Linked DNA regions of Capsicum annuum: region 2 is linked to region 1. A link is a contact called in public Hi-C data. All regions are on one chromosome and are shown on one strand. The core of a region is the stretch at or near the end of the contact, and the rest is flanking DNA. Distances in the headings are between cores, read along the strand shown. Region 1 holds the start of LOC107863973 (protease Do-like 2, chloroplastic). Region 2 has its middle 23 kb from the start of LOC107866394.

Region 1 (4,491 bases), core at 401-2,900:
TTGTTGCTTCTGCCATCTTTATTTGCTAAATGCCTTTCATCTTTTGATCTCCATCGGAAGTTCTGTTTACCAACTGCTTTCTGAATCCATCCTTTGCTTGTTAGCTAAAATCTTTACTCATGAACAAAAAGAAAAATACCTTTTTCTAAATTATAACACATTAATGTGACATGCGGCACTGCCATATATATTGAAAACATGAACACATAAGAGCAATTCAGTCTGTATGAATCATCAAATTTACATGGGAGGAACTAACAACAACAACAATTGTGTGTTTCCTTCACAAAAATCCTTCACGGGTTATACCTTTTTCATCCAAGTGAGAGTATAATTTGTGAATCCCAACTTCCCTAGATATCTTATAATCTTTCTATCAGCTATAGTCCTTCACATTTGGATATTGGAGAATATAGTCATGTCACATCCTATGCTTATATCTTTCTAGTGTCAACCAGGAGCGGAACCAGGGTACAGCAAGTTCGTTGAAAATTCACACTATAAATATAAGGTCAAAATTAATTTTACGTATATATAACAAATACTAGATCCCCTTGATTGCTTCGTGTGTTTAATTTTTTTATATTTTGAACCCCCTTAATGAAAATACTGGTTCCACCACTGGTGTCTACTACCTAGCAAATAGCAATAAAAGCATTTGTGTGCTTTCTTACAAAAATCCATTGAACCCAAAATCTTGAACTTCTCTTCATTTGTCATTTTTAGCACTAACCTCGAGCCTGTGTTGCTCGGACCCTTCAAAATGTCAGCAGGGGGATGTGGATGTTGGGTTCTCCAAAAGTAGTGTATACTTGGAGAATTTTGGAGAATCCGACACGAGTGCGCATCGAAGGTGAAGAGTCCGCACAACTTAGCCTCGACCAGTGGTGAATTTATATGGTAAATTGTGGGGCACGTGACTCTCCATAAGCTAGGTGTTTTATGTATATATTATCTAAAATTGATATAATATTATCTGATGTCATCTCATCCATGCTACAAGAAGGCTAAAATGGTGCATTTGATTGAATGTTGGGGATCAATTCCCATTTATGCATTTATTTTTTGTTGTTGTTTTAGTGGCTGCACCATGTTCTATAAATGCTAGATTCACCTCTGAGGTCTTGGAATTTATGATATTAGTAATTGTAAACGTAAACTTGGTACTACTGTCTTGAACACCAATGGAAAGAACAAAAGGGACTAATGTCAAATCATAAACTAATATGTGGGCATTTTCTAAAAGTGAACTGTCAGAAAAGCAATAAAAAGAACCGAGATTTGGAACAACTGAAATTAAAATTAAACAAGTATTAATAGAGAAAAAAATGAAAGTATGTAGCAATAAATTTACCTGAGAAGGGGAATGAAATGATGAATTTTGATGTAAAGCTTTAGGAATAAATAAAGAAGACGAAGAGGACAGGCGGTGAGATGTTAAAGAGGAGAATGAAGTGCCGGCAGTGAACCAACAAGCTGCAGCTGCAACTGCCATCTATTACTAACTAATGCACCAAATGCAATTGGACAACCAGTGAAGAGTGAAGACTAATAACAGGAAAATGTAGTGTTTCCTTATCCTAAACTACTCTACTTATTCGCAACCCTTTTGAGTTTCATTATGCTGTCAAACACATATCCCTAACTTAATTGATTTTTTTAGCTTTAGATCCAAATTATCAAGGATTTGAGTTTTTTTAACCTAAATATCACTTATTACTTATTAAAATATATCTCAAATAAAAAGTATACAATGAATAATTTGGGTATTAAATATTTTTAAAAAAAATTATATATTGATAGATAATTAATAATAATTCAGTTAAAAAACTCAATCAATTGATAATTATCTTTAATTTGATTTTCTCTTGCATTGTTTCGCTTTTATGTTTCAAATTTGTTGAGCAAGACATTCTTGTCCTTTTCGTAGGAATTTTTGGTTAAATGGCCTATTAGCCAAATTTTCTCCTTTTTGTACTCTTCATTTTTCATCGTGATTTTTTTCATCTTTTCCCTCCTCCGATCATTGTTCTCCATTATCATATTGTGGTCCTTCAATCTCCGACCATAGATTGTAGCTATCCAGCGTGAATCCTTTAGTTTATTTAGTTTCTTTGCTTTCGGAGGTTCTGCATCGTTAAAGGTTTGTAGTATTGATTTAATATTGTAGTGTTTTTAGATTGCGATTAGGTTTTTTGTGTTGAATTTGTTTAAATGCGCCAATATTATGCTAATTGTATATGTTTTGCAAAGTGATTTAAAAAGAAAAACTTTGTAAGATATTATGTATAGTTTGAAGTCCTCCCATTTGCAATAGAGTATTATGCTCATGTGCTTGTACTTTTCGTGAATTTTTCTTTTCTTAAGTATTCAAAATTTTGCACATGGTGGATTAGAGTTTTTAATCTATGAATTGAGGTTTTTTTCAATGAAGTCTCATGTTTAGTGATACTAGCGTGGATCCTTCAAAATCATTTACTCGTATTAGAGCAAAAAAGCTTCAAGATTTTCAAAACATGTTTGCTAGGAAAAAGGCTTAGAGGAACTTGAAGGGTGTCAAAGGAAGGCATTCAATTTATGAAAGGTGAATCGATGTGAAGAAGGAGAAGAGAAGAGAGTGAAACAAAGTCCTTTTATTAAGGACATATTTGTAAAAACAAATTGTCATTTTATCTTCTTGAGGACATTTCCTTATTTTGCATGGGAGTTTTGATGAATATTGACATTTTTGAGAAATTATATTTTCTTAGTAAATTCCCTTAAAGAAATTAGTGAAGTAATTAGTGTAGTTAGTGGGTTAATTAGTGTTGATTTTGAAATTGTTAGTGAACTTTTGATTTGATTAATGGAAGAATTACCCATTTGTGGTTCAGTTTCATTGATTGTTCAAGTTTGAATTTGTGTTTTGAGTGTTGAAATTAATTGAGAGGAGAGGGTATCAAGTCCCTTGTTGCCCATAATTTCAACACTTAGATACTACTCCAAATATTTATTTATTTTTTTTTGTCTTCTCTTTTTCTTGTTTTCCCTCTTTCGATTCTTATCATTTTGGTAACAAAGGCCTAGGTTAAGGTTTGTTTCCACAAATCTTAATCTTGGGATTTTGACCTCTTAAAAAATCTCAAAAAAAAAATTATCTTCCAAAAATTTCAAAAAAAAATAAACTTTTTTTTATTTGTTTATTTGACACTAGATCTTGATTTCCTTGTATATTTTTAGCCTAAATCTCGACTTTCGTGCGATTTTGAGGTGTAGAATTGAAGCTATCAGTGAAGGGTTTGAAACTTTGTGGATTTTAAAAAGTGAGTTTATTTTTGGCTTGAAATTAAAGGCTAAATATTAGTGAAATTTGTTCGTGGCGTTGAAAGAAATATGTAGGTGAAAATTTTATTGAATTTGGAGTTGCAATGAAGAAGATATGAAGTTGTGAATATTGAGAGTTTTGTTGGTGTTCTTGAGATTGTTCATCTTGTTCTTGGTCAAAGTATTAGTGGGGCTATTTGTGATTTTTTTTTAAAAAGATTATTTAAAAAATAATAATTTTCACTTCAGCTGTCATGTCAACAGCTGACCCGATCAACCCCGCCACATTAGCGCCATGCGGTTACCACGCAGTAGGGGACTAGACCTGCTACCACATCAGCAGCAGCCAAATAAAAACCCAGCGCCTGTACAGCGCGTGGGATGTATTTCAGAGAGCAAATCTGCTCAGTTTTCATCATTTAGTCCTTTTTTTGGGTCCCAAAACAAAAAAAAAAAACTAAGTGTCCAAATTTTGTGGTTCTAAAACACCCTGGTTTCTGGACCTTAGAAAATTTTCTAAAATTCTGGTCTCTGGACCCAATATGACTCATGGTTGCGAGTCGTATGTTGGGGTACGACTGGCATGGTCTAGTCGTATGCTGACCAGTGTTGGTTGGTGGGATGAATTTTGGTCACTGGAATGGGTACGACTTGAATAGGTACGAGTCGTATGGTTGGATACAGATCGTTTCGTTTGGGTTTTCCTTAGCTTAATCTTAGACTTACTAACTTATGTTGGATCTGAGTAAGTGGCTCACCATGAGCCGTAATTCAAGGTACGAATCATACCAGGGACTCGTATGGTGGACCGTGTTCAATCCTTTTAGGTTTTGATTCTTCCAGGGATACAGGTGAAGGTTATGGATCATATATTTGGATACGACTTGAGTTTGATAAGTCATACCTTGGACAGTGTTGGGTCCAAGGGGGAGTCCAAGGATACGAGTGGTGGGTACCACTCGTACAGGGAGGATGCGACTCGTAAAGGTCAGTCGTATCCCTGTGACAAAATTTTTGTACAGTTTAAGTGAGGACAATCTGGACATTTTTCCACTTATCCTAATAAGGACCCACGACTTATATTCCTATTGGGAGGTTATTTACCCTATTATTCTATTCATTAACACTTAGAAACTCTTCCTAAACACTCTATAATTAACTCAAGAGTTTTTGGGCAAGGAAGCTAGG
Region 2 (4,376 bases), core at 136-2,635, 41 kb after region 1:
ATGAAAAAGTAGAATTTAGCCAAACAAAAAAACAAATATACTTTCCTTTTGGTGATTAACAACAAATAATTTGCAGTTGTCAAAATTGTTCTCTTAAAATTTTTTAATTTCCTCCAGTTATTCTCTATAATTGTGCTTGTAGCCTCTTCTTTTTTACCATAAATAAAAAAGAGATCGCCCAGTGTACTAAAGCTTCCGCTGTGTCTAGAGTTCGGAGAAGAGCCCCACCACAAGAGTGTATTGTACGCAACCTTACCTTGAATTTCTACCAGAGACTATTTTCATAGCTTGAACCCACGATCTCCTGGTCACATGACAGTAACCTTACCAATTACTCTAAGGTCCCCTTCCTTTTTGACCATAAATGTGAGCATATATTTTGTACGCATTGTAATCACGTGTATGTGTGCATGAAAATTACCTACCACATAGGTGTAATGATTGTTCTTTTAAAAATTATCGATGCACTCAAATCATTACTGACCATGTCTTTCTTCGTTGATTACTTTATCTACGGAATCGTCAGAAACAACCGGTTCTACTGAAATAACTACTCAACTTTGGATCTATAGCTTGAAGATATTCATAAAGACATGGGCTATGTATTTATGCTTATATCCTCTTCTTTTTGTCTATGAATGAGAGAATATATTTTGTCTGGTGTGTGCGTGTGATAATTCTCTTAATATTTAAAATAAATATCTAATTCTTTTCATATATTTTAGGAGTACTTAATTTTATATTTTTCTCTTACCATATATCATAGGAGGTCTTAATTTTACTTAATTTAGAAGTCCTTTCTAATGATTCTCTGCCGGACTTTGCTGAGAAACAACATATTTACAAAGTGGGCATCATGCATATAGGTTCAAGTAATTGAACCTCTAATTTTGTATTGATCCTAAAGTGAATCAACTTATAGGATTTTTGTTACCATTTATTTTATTTTAAGATTCATTTTTTATTTACATAAGGAAAAAGAAAATTACTAACATTAATTTATCATATATTTGAACACATTTTAATTTTTAAATAAATAGTCAATTAATTAGTCAAGAAAAAAATTGAACAGGCGATTTTGTCTAAAGCGGAGACTTTTAATTAAGGGAAAAAATTTCAATCGATATTTCTAACAACCTTCACATCTTTAATATATTAGAGATAAATATTAGAGATTGATATTAGAAATAGAGATTAGAGATAGAGATAGAGATAAAGATAGAGATTAGAGAGAGATAAACATAGAGATAAAGATAGAGATATACACTAATGGAAATTACCCCTATGGCAACGAATTTTTTGGCGACGGTTAAACAAGCGTTGCAATAGGTGGTCTATTGCAACGGTTGCAAGCGTTGCCGAAAATAATTATTCTGTTAGCTACAACTTAACACTATAATCGCTGCCTTAGACATTAAGTGTTGCAATAGATAAATAAAAGAAACTATTGCAACACTTATAAGGAAAATTTTATCAAGTCCGCCAATAAGAAAATATTTTAATACTAAAATATTTCAACATTTAAACCTACTCTGATCCAATATGCTCATTCACTTAAACATTTCAACACTTAAACGACGGCTGTAAAAGTGCGATTTCAACATTTGAATTTCTTGGAAGCTGCCAGTGCCGGTACTGAGCTGCCGGTATTTTCTTGGAAAAAGAAGAAAATTAGGGCTAATTTTGTTTGAGGTATGTATGTTCTGTTGATTTTTGCAATTAGTGAAAATTAACGTCTTTTGGACCCCCGTTTTTCCTGCTCCGTTTGTGGGGTTTTCACTAATTGTATGTATCATTGTTCTTTTGAGATTACTTGCTTGTGGGTTTTCTATATTTTAGCTACATTTGTTGTTAATTTCTCTAATTTTGATTGTGGGTGTTATGTTTTTCCTTGAATTTGGCGTGCGTTTAGTTTTTTGGGTTTCTAAATTATGGGTTTCTGATTCTTCTAAAGCTGTTAGTGTTGTGTCTAAGGATTTACAGGAGGTTTTGCAGTCTAATTTTGATGAACTTCCTAGGAGTTTGAAGCATTTATCTAAAATTACAAGATCTGAGGAATTTACCAATTCTGTGGTTAGAGTCTCGCAGGCTCTAATAGATGGGATATTAAGGGGTTATGGGATTGAAAATAAGAGTGAGATTGAGGAGGTGGGTGGTTTAAATTTTGTTGATAAGGTTATGGATAGAATGATGGGTACTGTTGGGACTAGATTTGACCAGCAGAAGTTTCGTTTTTTCTACATCCACGTCAAGAAACCTATAGAGACTCAAATAGTAGTTCAAGGTCATTGACTCTTTACCTCAAAGCTATAAGTTTTATATTTTTCTTCTCCTTTTGTTTCATATTCAGACTGGTATAAAAAAGTCTTAATTTTGGTCCGCGGAAGGGTCAGACCACAGGATCTATTTGTGCTCAGCCTTACCTTGCCCGAAGCTATTTCCACGGCTTGAACCCATCACCTCCTGGTTTGAATAAGGACCTCAACCATTTCACTTCCAACTTTCGACAAGTTAGGACATAAAATGTAACATCTCTGGTAACATATAGTGATGGACAATATTTTCCTTTTGTTCTATTAAAGAGTAGATATTGACCCACAAAAGTAGCAAATATAATGAGTTAAAGAAAACATAAACTTTGGCTTCAAGGGTTCAACTTACATCCAGGAATCTGTTCCTTTCCCTCTCTACCTTCCTAGAATGCCTCTCGTTTTTCTTTTTCACTTCAAAACTTTTGTTGCTGTGAAATAGAGTTTTCAAGAAAGAGAAAAAAAATATACAAACATTTAAAGAAATGTGAACAAGTTTCTTTATGAGATGGAAAGTAATCAAATATATCCAAGATATTGAATTTGGCAATCTTTTACGGACAACAAGAACCAATTAAAGGCAAAAGTATATATAGAATGTAATGATTTTACCATACATAGTTGTTTAAGCTTATCATCATACCTATGTTTCCCCTTTTTTTAGTTGCTTGTTCTTCAGTAATCTGTGCATTGTATTCTAAAATCTCTGGCTTGGAAGTCTTTTGTCGCATCAAACTTGCAGGTACATGAATATCTGAAAAAATTCTAGCATGGATTTCATCAGACGATTTAGTTCAAGTTTTACCTATATAATTCGACCAACATGACTTAAACGATGGAATACATTTAGGATTGCCATCAAAATTGACAAATGAAAATTTTTCCTTCAATTGGACAAACCTTGAATCCACTTTTTTGGATATCATTTACTAAACAGAAAATTATTGTGCCAAGTGATGATATATTGGCAGACAGCCAATTAGGAGGGAGAGGCACGACCTGTGTTATGCCAAACTACCGTGCAGACTGGTTTGGAGCGTAATACTTCACACCATCTTTAGATGTAATTGATTTGTCCATAAAAAGGCCATAATAGAGGTCTCGCTACAAAATACCTGTTGTTTTTTCTAACAATAAAAAAACATAATGATGAAGCCTCTTCATAATTTTAATTCATTCAAAAAGCTGTAAAATATATTCTTAGCCAAAGGCAAAAAGAATGAAACAAGATCAAGAGATACTGCTTCTGCAAGGAAGGAGAAGAAAGGTAAATCACCAATACATCACCAAAATAGGACAACAAATACATCAAAAACAACCTACCCTGTTAGAAAACAAACAGATTTAACATTAACAACAAGTTCATTAAACAAGAATGTTCCCAGAGGTTCTTGATCCTAGTGTGTCGTCAACATTGATAGTTCCAAGCAATAGAGGTGCGTGCTTGATGTGATTGGCAGGGTGACATTTAAAACAGCTAGATCTATCGTGGAGTTTTTCACTTTGAAGCTATCAGAGAACATGAAAAGAAGTGTTGACATTGTTCATGAAGAAGTTGTGGAGAGAGGGCTTGATGTCATTACTCAAATCAATGCCAAATCTTATGTAATTCTTACAGTTTGCCTTGCATTATTTCTACATATTCTTGGTACTACTAATGCTTAATTGCCTGCCTAAATATTAGTGATCTCCTTAGATCTATTGTCTTAGAAGCTTATATGTTCTGTAGACTGGGAAATATGTACATGAATTTATCAAACTATTATTGAACGGGCAGTTTCTCTACAAAAAAAAAAATTTGCACTTCAATTGCTTCATTTTGTGGATTTTTAGGTTAGTTTATTCTTCTATTTGACCTAATTTTTGGGGATTTTGGGTTTTACTTTATGTCTTTTGAATTATGTGAAGTGTTCTATTCAGTGAAGTGTTCTTAGTATGGATTACTTATCTCTGTTAAACTTGTTAAAATTTTTGTGCAATTTTCTTGGTTACCCGTTTTACGTGGTTGACAATGTTCATATTTTAGCTTAGCATGAATCATAATTTTTGTGAGTTCGTTGTGTTATG

Evidence for each region. A called contact is a pair of places that touch in the nucleus more often than the background predicts.
Region 2: a contact with region 1 is called in a Hi-C map of bud, with 2.1 times the contacts expected there. The contact joins the enhancer-like site here to the promoter of LOC107863973 in region 1. A contact is called at or near these places in 3 of 5 Hi-C or Micro-C datasets (bud, leaf and placenta).

Annotation. Positions count from the first base shown.
Region 1 is chr3:34,163,539-34,168,029 of UCD10Xv1.1, forward strand. It overlaps LOC107863973 (protease Do-like 2, chloroplastic), which reads right to left and starts at 1,651. Exons shown (of 21, transcript XM_047409284.1): 1 at 1,355-1,651; 2 at 1-80. The coding sequence starts at 1,495.
Region 2 is chr3:34,205,111-34,209,486 of UCD10Xv1.1, forward strand. It overlaps the pseudogene LOC107863972. Among protein-coding and RNA genes, the nearest start is that of LOC107866394, 23 kb to the right of the region's middle. Within about 2 kb of position 1,386, at least 5 of the 5 cell types and tissues checked have an H3K27ac peak or open chromatin away from gene starts, as enhancers often do. A contact at or near this core is called in bud and leaf, where this site is marked.